Regions from separate parts of the Sus scrofa genome. Here region 1 is linked to region 2. The links are chromatin contacts, called in public HiChIP or PLAC-seq maps. All regions are on one chromosome and are shown on one strand. The core of a region is the stretch at or near the end of the contact, and the rest is flanking DNA. Distances in the headings are between cores, read along the strand shown. Region 1 overlaps GATAD2B (transcriptional repressor p66-beta). Region 2 holds the start of DENND4B (DENN domain-containing protein 4B).

Region 1 (6,403 bases), core at 3,755-6,254, 110 kb after region 2:
TTCGGTGTGTGGGGGGACATGAAGGAATATAGAAATGATAAATTAATTCATTTAGACCTGACCATTACTGCAGGAGCTTTGAGTTAGAGAATGAAAGGGTCTTTTCTCCCTCTAGTGACTTCTTTTTCTATAACCCTACATTCTTAGCTTGCTGTGTCTGTGACCAGTGGTTATAGAGCAAACCAAACAAATGTGATAGTTTCCAAGATATTCATCATTATCACTCTGTTTCCCTGTTTTATTTCCTCAGCTAAATTTGGTTGATTTTAGTAATTAGGTTGTACCCTGTTTGGCAATTAAATGCTTATCCCAACCATCCAGGGTGCCTTGTTCAAAAGGCATCCAAGTCCCAACAACACCTGGGATAAAAAGCCCTGAGAAATTGTAGAGAGGTGCTCAGGATTAAAGATCTGTATTACATGTTTAAATACTATCTAAGAACACATTTTTTAGACCTGAATACTCCTTACTACACTATAGGTCTTGAGGAAGTAGGATCTGAGACGGTATCTCTGAGTTAAGAAAGTAGAGGAGAACTGGAAAATTTGGTCATTGATTGGGAACCTAAGGAATTAGAATTTGCAGTATTTTTGTTATCCAGGTCTTAAGGAGTGAGTGCCATTTTTCATTATTTTAGAGGTACAAGATGCTTTTAAGGCTAGTCCCAGAAAGACCAAACTAGAGTTGTCTAATAAGTAGGATTAGGCATAGGGCACAGCCAGTGTGGAAAATTTAGATTTCTTTTTTTTTTTTGCTGTTTTAGGGCCACACTCACAGCATATAGAGGTTCCCAGGCTAGGGATCAAATTGGAGCTGTACCTGCCGGCCTACGCCACAGCCACAGCAACATGGGATCCGAGCCACGTCTGCAACCTACACCACAGCTCACGGCAACGCCAGATCCTTAACCCACTGAGCAAGGCCAGGGATTGAACCCACATCCTCAGGTTTATTAACCACTGAGCCACAAAGGGATCTCCAGGAAGATTTAAATTTCAAAGATTTAAATTTCAAAGTCATCTCTAGACAGTTTCTCTCTGGGGCAGGATGCTAAGTTGAACTCTGGCATCTCAGGATGCACATCCCATATATTTAGTTCTGGAGTTTAATCCTCCAGAAGGCTGTAGACAGTATACTTAACACTATCCATTCCTTTAAGCCACTGACAGTAGTACCTTTTTGGCCTTATGTCTTGACAGGATAGACTATCACTAGAGTTGTCACATAACCTCCTTTCTTATAAATCATCAGATGACCAGGACCATGTTGTTTCAGTATCATGAGTTACCTTCCAAGCAACATATCATCTGTACCTGGAGTGGACATATAGGCTCAACTGCCTTTGCCATTCTTCCCTTGTCAAGCTAACCATTTCCTCCTTGAGCATCTGTGTAACAAGACAACCCAAAGGAGGGTAAAATAAAAAGAAAACATTTGGAATTTTGGTTAAAATCTGTATAATGGAAATGCTTGTTTCTTATTCCCATTCCTAAAGTCAGTGTCTTTCTGTCTGCATCCTCTGTAAAGAATTTAGATGGGAAAAGTACTTTTGCTGAGGTCTTGTCACCACTTACATCTTGATGTCTTCTTTATCCTAGCACTTGGATGCCTCTGTCTTCCCCTGGGTGAATCAGAACAGACTTAAGTTCCCTTGGACTTCTTCATTTGGTGTAGAAAAGTTTTCTTAACTTTTCTGTGAACTTTCACTGTTGGAAATACCATAATTTTTCCTTTTGTCTAGTGAGCCAGACCGAGGAAGGCTAACTCCCTCTCCAGACATCATTGTTTTGTCTGATAATGAGGCTTCCAGTCCCCGTTCCAGCTCCCGAATGGAAGAAAGACTCAAAGCAGCCAACCTAGAGATGTTTAAGGTAAAAGAAAGATTCTTTTCTTCATTTCTTGACTCTCCTATTCTCTTTTAATTCCCTGAGAGCCTCATTTCTTTTTTTTAGTGTTTATTTTTTGAATCTAAATAAGTACCCATTGATGAAACTTTTTTTGTTTGTTTTTAGGGCCACACCTGTAGCATATGGAAGCTCCCAGGCTAGGGGTCGAATTGGAGCTGCAGCTGCCAGCCTATGCCACAGCCATAGCAGCGTGGGATCCGTCCGACCCATGTCTGTGACCTACACCATAGCTCACAGCAACACTGGATCCTTAACCCACTGAGCAAGGCCAGGGATTGAACCCACATCTTCATGGATCCTAGACAGGTTCGTTTCCACTGAGCCACGACAGGAACTCCTGAAACACTTAGTAAGTGATTCTTAACCTCAAGGGCATGCCCTTTTACAGGGAACTATTAGAATCAAGTGGAGAAAACAGTTTGAAAAAGCATATTCAATATAACTTTTTGTAAAATGAAAACTTCATAATTCAAGTCACATAAAGTAAACTTAACTGGAAGGATACTCTCTATACTCTTTCCTGGGTCTCAGAATGTGGAGGAATTCCTTAGTTAATGTATTTCTAGAGGAAACATAGCTTTAAAAGCTTGAGAAACATTCTTTTAAAGGAAAGTAATGTCTTTCTTATGCCACTCTTCTATTTTGCCAGGAATCTAGTTGATTAGCAATTATATGTGGTCCCTCCTTTCATTCTGTAAACATTTTTTTTAGTACCTACTGAACACTAGGAACTGTGCCAGTTCTGCTGTGTGCTAGGGACACAGAGATAACAATTCCATTGCCACTTGGGCTTCTTGTGGAAGATGAAGGTTTTGGACCTAAAGGAAGAGGTGTTGCAGGAAAGGTCTCTGAGGATCTGCTACCATAGCTGATGTTCTCCATGTTTCCTCAGGGGAAAGGCATTGAGGAACGGCAGCAGCTCATCAAGCAGCTGAGGGATGAGCTGCGATTGGAAGAAGCCCGACTGGTGCTGTTAAAGAAACTGAGACAGAGTCAGCTACAAAAAGAAAATGTAGTCCAGAAGGTACTGTGCTTGAGAAATAAGGGACCTGCAGAAAGCAAAGAAAAACTGGTTTGAGAATGGTCTACCCCAGGTAGATTGAGCTGGGTGCCTTTTTTGTCTCTGGTTCTGTCTTTAGGAACAATTTTTTTTTCTTCTCTTTTGGCTGCCCCATGGCATATGGAGCTCCAGGGCCAGAGATCAGATCCAAGCCACACTTGTGGCCTATGCCACAGCTGCAGCAACTCCAGATCCTTAGCCCGCTATGCCAGGCTGGGAATCAAACATGTGTCCCAATGCTGCAGAAACGCCGCCAATCCCGTTGTGCCACAGCAGGAACTGTGGAATATTTTTTTATCTTGGGCCTTAATCAGGAAAACCTTGATTCTGTTTTACTCATTTCCCTTCTGGTCAACAAGAGCTTCAGACTGACAGGGAGTTTTGAAAGTCTAGAAGTGTACCAGATTTCTACCTCTGATTATTAGCATTTTTTCCACTGTCTCTCTTCTCTCTCAGACTCCAGTTGTACAGAATGCAGCGTCTATTGTGCAGCCATCTCCTGCCCATGTGGGACAACAAGGCCTGTCCAAGCTTCCCTCCCGGCCTGGGGCCCAAGGGGTTGAACCTCAGAATTTGAGAACATTACAGGTATGTGACCCATAGTGGGATCTTAGTGTCAGGGGGCCCTATTATCCTCTCTCTGTTTTAGGACTTTTGTGAAGATCATAGAAGAATTGGCCTTGATAGATGTGTTATTACTATAGATGGTCCTGTTGGACCTTTATGGCATGATTTAGTCCACAGTAGAAAGATGAATAACTTATTTTTCCATTGCAGTCTTTCTACACCGGTGCTTTCCAGCTTACCTCTTTTCCATATAGGTTTAAATAGCTTATACCAAAAAAAAAGCCAGGGACTTGTTACAGCGGTGATGTAGTTTGCAGCTCCTGCTTGGATTCCATCCCTGGCCCAGGAACTTCCATATGCATTGGGGGCAATTGCGGGGGTGGGGGGAAGGCCCGGGACTTTCTAGCCACTAATCAGGTTTTTGATGATGATGATTTTTCCCATAGTCCATTAGATGAAATTATTGTGTTTCTGTGTTTCCACTTAGCTATATGTTATAGGTAGTGTTTTCTCTTTGGCATTTTGTGGGGCATTTTACCACCTAGGACTGTATCTTTTCCTCTTCTTCCCCTTCAGGGTCACAGTGTCATCCGTTCAGCGACCAACACCACCCTCCCACACATGTTGATGTCTCAGCGTGTGATTGCACCAAACCCAGCCCAGCTACAGGGTCAGCGGGGCCCACCTAAGCCTGGCCTTGTACGCACTACAACACCCAATATGAATCCTGCTATCAATTACCAGCCGGTAAGAGGGAGCCCCAATGTGGAAACATAGCTGTCTTTTATTTACTTTCCTGGTTGAAAGAATCATAGATTTTAAGTTTTTTGGACATTGAGAAACTCTAAGACAACAAATTTTGTCCTAATTTTGGTGGGTTGACAGCAGTCCCAAAAAGTAGAAACATTGAGAAATTATATGACTATAGTAGTGGAGAAGAGAGCAGCAGAGCAGCAGTAAGCTAAAAGCTCTCTAGAAGAAAGAGATAAAAGAATCTAGGGAATAAGAAGCATAAGAATATATGACAAAACATTCCAAATCTTTATTTTTCTCTTAGCAATTTTAGTTCATAGCCACTATCTTTCTCCTTTCCTATGTGCCAGAGTCCTTTTTCACTGAAGTTGGATGCCTCATGTCTTTTTCTGAGCTTGAGGGGAGCTAAGTAGTTCACACTAGGATCAGGTAGTATTCCCTGCCTCAAAAGTAAGAATTGTTTTTTTCTCCCACATACGATTACTGACCCCTATACTCAGTCTGTCTCAATCTGTTTCAGCAGTCAAGTTCTTCTGTTCCCTGTCAGCGCACAACATCCTCTGCCATCTATATGAACCTTGCCTCCCATATCCAGCCAGGGACCGTGAACAGAGTGTCCTCACCACTTCCTAGCCCCAGCGCCATGACTGATGCTGCCAACTCACAGGCTGCAGCCAAATTGGCTCTTCGCAAACAGCTGGAAAAGACACTCCTGGAGATTCCACCCCCTAAACCACCTGCTCCCTTGCTTCATTTCCTGCCTAGTGCAGCCAATAGCGAGTTCATCTACATGGTAGGCTTGGAAGAAGTTGTACAGAGTGTCATCGACAGCCAAGGTAAAGCTGTTTTTTTCTGCTCAATCTTTTTATCTGAGTAGGCAGTTGCCACACCTGATTGATACAGGCAGAGTATCACAGGGCACTATGTAATACTGAATAATCTCTCCTTACTATTGCCAGACTATGTCCCATCCCTTATTCAGAGGCTCTTTGGGAGCACCATATCAAAAAGCTTTTTGTGTGTGTGTATATCTTAGGCTTAATGTTTTTATTGTGTGTATAGTGTAGCTTATCTATTTTTTGCAGTATATTCCTTAGTTCTTTTAAATGTGCCTAGCATGATGCATACATAATTTAAAGACTAGAACACCTTTTTCTTTTTCTTTTTTTGTCTTTTTGCCATTTCTAGGGCCTCTCCCATGGCATATGGAGATTCCCAGGCTAGGGGTCGAATCGGCGCTGTAGCTGCCGGCCTATACCAGAGCCACAGCAACGCGGGATCCGAGCCGCATCTGTGACCTACACCACAGCTCACGGCAACGCCGGATCCTTAACCCACTGAGCAAGGCCAGGGATCGAACCCGAAACGTCATGGTTCCTAGTTGGATTTGTTAACCACTGAGCCATGACGGGAACTCTTTTTTTTTTTTTTTTTTTTTTGCCACACCGTTGGGTGTGGAGGTTCCTGAGCCAGTAATTCAGATTGGAGCTGCAGCTGTGACCTATGGCATGGCTGTGGCAACACCAGATCCTTATCTTACTGCACCTGGCCAGGGATTGAACCTATGCTGCCACAGAGACAACACCAGATCCCTAACCTGCTGTAGCACAGCAGGAACTCCCAGAACATCTGTTTTTTGTTTTGTTTTGTCTCTTGTCTTTTTAGGGTCACACCTGCGGCATATGGAGGTTCCGAGGCCAATGGTCGAATCAGAGCTACAGCTGCCGGCCTACACCACAGCTCACAGCAACACCGGATCCTTAACCCATTGAGTGAGGCCAGGAATCGAACCCACAACCTTATGGTTACTGGTTGGGTTCGTTAACCACTGAGCTACGACAGGAACTCCCAGAACCCCTGTTTTTAATATCAGTGTTTATGTGGCATTGTGCTGTGTTATTCAGTCCCTGGTGTTTGAGTGCTTATAGTTAATAGACTGATAAAGATAACTATAACCACATAAAAGCTGTTAACCAACACTGAATCAAATTCTAAATTATTAACATCACATAGTCTATGCTAACAGAAGTTATTGAGCCTGAATTTCTAAACATAAAGACTTAGGGGAACACCTGACAGTAGAGGAGAGTGCCTAATGGGCCCAATATTGGTTATA
Region 2 (6,456 bases), core at 503-3,002:
TGGGGAACGTGAGTACCCGGGGGGCCCTAGCTCAGAAGCGGGTGGGGGGAGCTGGAGGTGGGTCCAAAGAGCCTGAGCAGTGTCGCGGGGCCCTCTGAATTGGGAGATCTAGGTGGAGGAGATCCTTCTTCCTTCCCTGCCAGGTATTAGCCTCGCCAGCTTGGGGTTCCTCTCTTCCTGCGTTTGACCCCCACTCCCGCCCCTCTCCCCCAGCTACCTCCGTGCAGCTTGCTCTTTGATGACTACTGCTTTGACCCGTTGTCTTCCTGGCACATGCGTGCTCTGTCCCAGTAGGTACGGTGCCCACACCTACTTGGGGCCCCGTGCTCACTTCTGCTCACTTCTGTCGCTCTGCTTGTGCCCATCTCCCTCTGTCTCTGCTTTTGTTCCTGTGGTGGCGGGGGATGGGGTAGGGGTGTGTGTGAAGATCTCTGGGCCGGGGGATGTGTCAGCCGGGCTAGGCACAGGCAGGCAGGGGCACCCTCTTCTGAAGGCCTCCTCCTCAAGGCCTGTCTGTGTGTCCGTAGCTGGAGCCGTTCAGCATGGACAACCCATCCACCAGCCTGGCGCTGGATGCCTCTGGCTTTTCCGAAGGGCCTGGATTTTTAGGGGGTGAGGGGCCAGTGAGTGGCCCCCAGGAGCCCCACACCCTCAACCACCAGAACTTAACCCACTGTTCCCGCCATGGCTCAGGGCCCAACATCATCCTCACGGGTAAGAAATGTGGCTGGTAACAGGGGATGGAAGGAGGGCGTGACACATTGGGTGGCGCGGCAGGAGGCCAAGGGGACCTTGGAGGCGTTGACAGGGTGTGGGGTCCTCACCTGTCTGTTCTGCCCACACAGGAGAATCCTCCCCAGGTTTCTCTAAGGAGATTGCGGCAGCCTTGGCTGGAGTGCCTGGCTTCGAGGTGTCCACGGCTGGGCTGGAGCTGGGCCTGGGGCTGGAGGAGGAGCTGCGCATGGAGCCACTGGGCCTGGAGGGGCTCAACATGCTGAGCGACCCCTGTGCCCTGCTGCCCGACCCTGCTGTGGAGGACTCGTTCCGCAGTGACCGGCTGCAGTGAGGGCACCTGATCGCCATCCCTCTCCTCGGCCCTGTCCCCCGCCGTCACTGTCCCTTTTCTCCCTTCCCCCTGGCCAGTAGAGACTCCACTCTCTGCCCCCAGATCCTCTTTCTAACGTGAACGAGGGATCCTAAGAATGAGAAGAAGCAAGGGGTGTGTCCAGGTGGCCCCTAAATTCTGCACAAAGGGTGGGCCTAGGGGAGCTCAAGGGAGGGCCTGAAGCACTTGTAACTTTGAACCGTCTGTCTGGAGGTCAGAGCCTGTTGGAAAGCAGGGGGGTAGAGGGGAGCCCCGGAGGCAGGGCTTGTCCGGATGCCTAGGGGTGGGCAGTGCCAGCCCCTCCTCGCCACTCTTCCCCTTGCAATGGAGGAAAGAGCCAGAGTGGATATTATTTTTTATTAAATATATTATATGTTAATAAAAAAATCATATCAAACCCATGGTGTGGTTGGCTACTGTTTGGGATGCAACGGGGATCTAGGAGGTTCTTGGGGTGCAGGCCCTTTTGTCGGTTACGCGGTTTTGCATCTTGTCAATGCCATGTGGTTGGTGGAAGGTGCCCCCCAGCCTCAGAATTTGTACGCAGCATTGGATATGGAGGTCCAGGCTGGGTGTAGGCTCCTGTGGTAGGACGGATGTATGCCCTCTCATGTGACCAGGACCTTGCTGCAGCGGCATCAGAGGACAAGGACTCTGGCCAGACAAGCTACTGCTCTTCCTCAACCGTGAGGCCTGGCAGTGAGTTGGGAGGTGAGGAGGTGACTGCTGGCTGAGCTCTGGGTTCTGAACGTTTCTGGTACAATGACCCCAGCTTTCCCAGGAGGGTAGCTGGTCTCACTGCTAAGGCCCCCAAGGAGAGAGTATTTAAAAACTACCTGCACCAGGTAGGTCTCAGGTCGGCTCCCTCTTCTTTATGGTCCTTTAAGCCTAGAGGACCTGGAAGTTAGGTGTGGTACCAGCCTGTCTCGGACCCCATGCCTCTAGGTCTCAGGGAAGCCCATAAATCCCATTCCTGCCCCTTCACTAGGCACGAATTCACTCCGTGCTCTCCACTCTTCTCATTCATTCGCTGAGGCTTGCGTGCCAACTTTGTTTTGAGGACGTTGCCTTTTTCTGGCTTGGGTTGGAATCCTTCCCATCTGAGCTTCTGCTCTCCTCTCTTCCCCACACAGCAGTCAGGAGAGTAGGGCCCCTCCTTCGTTGCCCCCATCTCTGCTGCTTTTCCACACCCTGGCTTCTTCTCTTCCCCTTTCCAAAACTTGTCGTTTTCAGAAAAGAGAACTGAGAGATTCTGGCTTAGCCTGGAAGGGAATGTAGGAGGGACTGAACCTGGAAGTAGGGGGAGCCACCTGGGTCTCCAGAAACCAGGCTTTCAGGGCCTTCACCCAGGCAGGCAGACCTCATCTGACTAGGACCAAGGGCGGGACGGGAGCGCGCCCTGGACTTCAAGGGCCGCCTGGGGTCAGTGTCCTGCGGCTATGGCTGGCTGGTGGCAAGTCGCCTGCGTGCAAGGGGCCCTCCCAGCCGCCAGGGGTCGCGCTGCAGGCGGCCGGGCGCTGGGCAGGCGCTGCCAGGGTCACGGCCGCCGACCGGGGAGGGGGGTGGGGGGAGCGGCAGCGCCCGCAGCCCGGGAGGGGGGTGGGGGGAGCGGAGAAAGCGGGGCGCGCGGAGGAGCACCCGGCCCCCAGTGCAGCGGGAGCCGGGAGGACCGGGCAGCGCGAGCGAGCGGCGCGGCAGCACAGTCCCCGCGTGGCGCAGCTCGGCGGGGACGCTGGGAGCGCCCGGATCTCCCTCCACAGCGCCCCGCGCCCCGCCGCCCTCAGCCGCCTCTTCTTCCTTCACTCGCCGCTCCAGCGGGAGCGGCGCCCGAGTCGGGTGCGCCATGTCCGGGGCCGGGTAGCCCCGCCGCCCGCCGGCCCGCCAGCCCGCCCTCCGAGCCACCCGCCTGCGGGCCGGCCGGCCGGGGAGTCGCGGGGCAGGCAGGTAGGGGCTTGGCCGGGCGGGGCAGCGGGCGGGGAAGGAAGGGAGGGAGCGCCGGCCGGGCGGGGGCTCTCCCCCAGCTGTTCTTCGGCGCTGCACATCTGGTTCCGGTTCCTCTCTCCTGGGGAAGTGAAAGTGGAGGGGAGGGCGCATCCCGGAGTTAGCTAGCTGTGCCCAGGCGCCCTGCACCCCTCCTGCTCCCGCGGGTCCGGAGCCCGAGCACCCCTCCCTTCGGCTCGGGTCACGCGGCGGCCGGCGCTGCTGCCGTCACATCCCCGGCCGCCGGCGCGCCCGCTCCTCTCAACCCTCCCGCTCCCTCCTCAGCTTCCTCCCGCTCAGCGCGCCCTTTGCCCCAACCCAAACTTCCCGTCGCCCGGCTTGTGGGCCTTGGGACCCGGAGCAGCGCTCCCTGCCCCTTGCCTTCCGCAGGGAGAAAGGGTGCCTTCTGCAGGACTCTTTCCTGGCTCGGTGAAGGGAGGCCCGGGTGCGCAGATCCTGCCCATGGGGGCCTGTCGCCCCTCTGCTGGTCCCACCTCATGGTTCCCGCCTGCTACCCGGGCACAGGGCATAGGGCTCCCATTTGCCTGCGGTGGACGAGGCACGGGGCTGTGCCCCAGAGCTAAATCAGGAGTCTGACGCTGACTCCTGGCTTCACCTCGCAGATGTGGAGACTAAATTTAGCTGGGGTTGATGTGCGTGTGTGTGGCCAGAGGCCAGGTTAAGGAGAGCCAGCCTGGCTCCGTGAGATTCCCTTGCATCCCTCTTCTGTGGGAAAAGGTGGGAGGTTAAGTAGGACTGTACATCCTGGATCCAGTCTGAGCCTCCTGCCGTGCTCCCGGTCCTTTAGTCTCAGACTCCAACTTGGCTGGATGCTGTGCTGGCACCTTCCACAGTACCCCCCCCCCCCACCACACACACACACCCATAGGCTAACTTCCGCTGAGCTGCAGCTTCCCCTCCACTGTTTCAGGAAGTCACCTCCCTTCCCCTCTGAAGCAGCCCCCACGCCTCTGATCCTCTGCTGCAAGCCACCCACCAAGCTCTTTTCCAACTTCTTGGGGCACCCCGGGACCCTTGGGGCTCCTACTCCCTGGGGTTGGGCCATGGAGGCAGGTGAGAAGAGATACTGAAGGCCTGTTGGTGGGCCTGTTTCCATCTCTGGGCTCCATGGAGGAGGGCTTGGGGCTGGCTGGGACTGTCTGCCACAGATGCTTTGGACTAACTGGGGACACCTGAGGCTCCTGGGAGTGGGAGGGCACTGGTTTTTTGGTCAGGTTGGTGGAGTTAGGTTAGGAAAAAGGATGCTTTTGAGTCTGGTGAAAAGACACTTAAAGCTTGGGTCTTGTGGGGGTCTTCACAAAAACCTAGAGGTGGCCTCTTTCATGAGGTTCTTAGAATGTCGACTAGTGCTAAGGGCGGAAAACCTTATAAAGACTGTAAAGTTGGCATGATGTCACGGCCAGAATGAATGATGTCATTGCAGGCTGTTACTGAAAAGACTGTGATCTTTGTTATGTTAGGGAGTGGAGAGGGGTGGGGCCTTTAAAAGGGATACAGAAAGTATATGATGTCAGAGCCCAGGATGGCTCTGTGCAGCATAGTGGAGGTTGGGTTCTCTGGGAAGAGGGCTGGTACCACTGAGAGAGAGGGTCTTGGTCTCTTTAAGGAGCTGTGGTGGGCTTCGAGGGCTCGGTGATGTCACAGGCGGGAGCGTTCAGGATTGGTTGGCTACTGGTCCTGCTTTTCCTTGAAAGGACTAGGAAGGGGGGGTGGGAACCCTGATTGCCATGGCAACACCAGCCTTCCTCACTTCGTCTCTCCCCCACTTGACCATTCCAGATGCAGTGAGCGAGGGGGGGCCATGGCGGAGGAGCGGCCCCCCCGGCTGGTGGATTACTTCGTGATAGCTGGGCTTGCAGGGGATGGAGCACCCATCCCCGAGGAAACATGGGTGCCTGAACCCAGTGGGCCCCTGCGCCCTCCCCGGCCAGCTGAGCCCATCACAGATGTGGCAGTCATCGCCAGGGCCCTGGGCGAGGAGGTGCCCCAGGGCTACACTTGCATCCAGGCTTCCACTGGGGGCCACCCCTTGGAACTCAGTGCTGGCCTCCTGGGTGGAACTCAGCCCGTCATCTGCTACCGCAGGGGCCGTGACAAGCCCCCCCTCGTTGAACTGGGGTGTGTGCATCTCCCCATGCTGGCACCAGGGGAGGCTGGGAGGAGATCTGGGGAGAAGCAGGGGCATGGGATGAGGGAGGTGCAATGGGAGTCTGAAGAGAGTGGGCTAGAGGCCAGGGAGAAGGGCCTGAAGTTGTGTGTACTTAATCCTCACACAGATTTGGGTTTGTGTACCAGTGCTGCTGCTGGCTAGCCGTGTGACATTAGGCAGGTCACGAGCCCCTCTGGGCCTGTTTCCTCACTTGTAAGTTGGGGAAAATAATACCTCCTCACAGGGTGGTTGAGAAGATGAAACAAGATCACCCACATAAGGGACTCAGCAGAGTCAATAAATGGTAGCTTTTATTCTTGCTTAGCATTTACTCATGAGCTGGAGACCCATGGAAGGCTGGAGGGGCTGTTACTGACCACGAAGAGCCAAGGGCAGAGGAGGGCCACAGGTTTCTGGGGGGGCAGAGTTCAACAAGAACTCCAGGGCCCCAGTGTCGAGGGTTGATGAGGCTGAGTGGGCAGGACTAGGCAGGCAGATCTAGCAGGACCGGGGTCTTTTTCCTCTGTCATGAGCTTTTGACATCGCTCCCTGTTCTCTGTGCCAAGGGTGTTGTCCGAGGGGAAGGAACGTCCCAAGCCTGGCTTCCAAGTGCTAGATACGACTCCCTACAGCCACTCAGCCAACCTGGCCCCTCCAGGCCCTGGACACCCCCGCACCTACCTCACTTACCGGCGGGCAGCGGAGGGGGCAGGGCTGCATGCCCTGGGCATCACTGACCTCTGCCTGATACTGCCCAGCAAGGGTGAGGGCACTCCTCATACTTACTACCGATTGCCCCGCAACCTCAACCTTGGCATGGTGAGTGGGGCCCTGGGCCAGGAGCTGAGACCTGCCCCACCTCCGGGCGAGGGTGTGGACCCTGGGCACAAAGGGCATCCTAGGACCAAGGCCTCTAACGGCAGGGGTGGGCCCAGAGGCGCGACTCTGGTCTTGGGGAACCGGACTAGGGGGAGTTCTAAAGACAAAGACCGCTTAGGGGTGGTGGAGAAAATGGACCCCAGAAACCTTTGTCAGCCGTGTGTCTGCTTGTCTCTTGCCGTTTCTGGGGCAGTGGGGCCCCGCAGTGTACCTGTGCTACAAGGTGGGCTTGGCCAAGGCCAACACGCTGGTGTATGAGGCAGGTGAGTAACCCCTGTCTCTCCAACCCCTTGACCTTCCGGGTCCCTCTACCCTGGTGCCT

What was found. HiChIP or PLAC-seq counts read pairs in DNA pulled down with a chosen protein or histone mark.
Region 1: an H3K27ac HiChIP or PLAC-seq map of skeletal muscle shows a contact between it and region 2. The contact joins the enhancer-like site here to the promoter of DENND4B in region 2. A contact is called at or near these places in 1 of 5 promoter capture datasets (liver), 4 of 47 Hi-C or Micro-C datasets (epiblast stem cells, fibroblasts, liver and 1 more) and 2 of 2 datasets of contacts at active chromatin or transcription factors (alveolar macrophages and skeletal muscle).

The regions. Positions count from the first base shown.
Region 1 is chr4:95,850,932-95,857,334 of Sscrofa11.1, forward strand. GATAD2B (transcriptional repressor p66-beta) reads left to right here. Exons shown (of 11, transcript XM_021089804.1): 3 at 1,742-1,871; 4 at 2,800-2,931; 5 at 3,424-3,555; 6 at 4,111-4,281; 7 at 4,811-5,123. Among named protein-coding and RNA genes, the nearest start is that of SLC27A3, 49 kb to the right of the region's middle. Within about 2 kb of position 5,005, at least 1 of the 83 cell types and tissues checked has an H3K27ac peak or open chromatin away from gene starts, as enhancers often do. A contact at or near this core is called in skeletal muscle, where this site is marked.
Region 2 is chr4:95,744,126-95,750,581 of Sscrofa11.1, forward strand. DENND4B (DENN domain-containing protein 4B) reads left to right here and starts at 1,753. Exons shown (of 28, transcript XM_013997083.2): 1 at 1,753-2,527; 2 at 4,886-5,224; 3 at 5,822-6,074; 4 at 6,328-6,397. The coding sequence starts at 4,908. It overlaps CRTC2 (CREB-regulated transcription coactivator 2), which reads left to right. Exons shown (of 13, transcript XM_021089801.1): 11 at 1-8; 12 at 528-714; 13 at 846-1,505. The coding sequence ends at 1,066.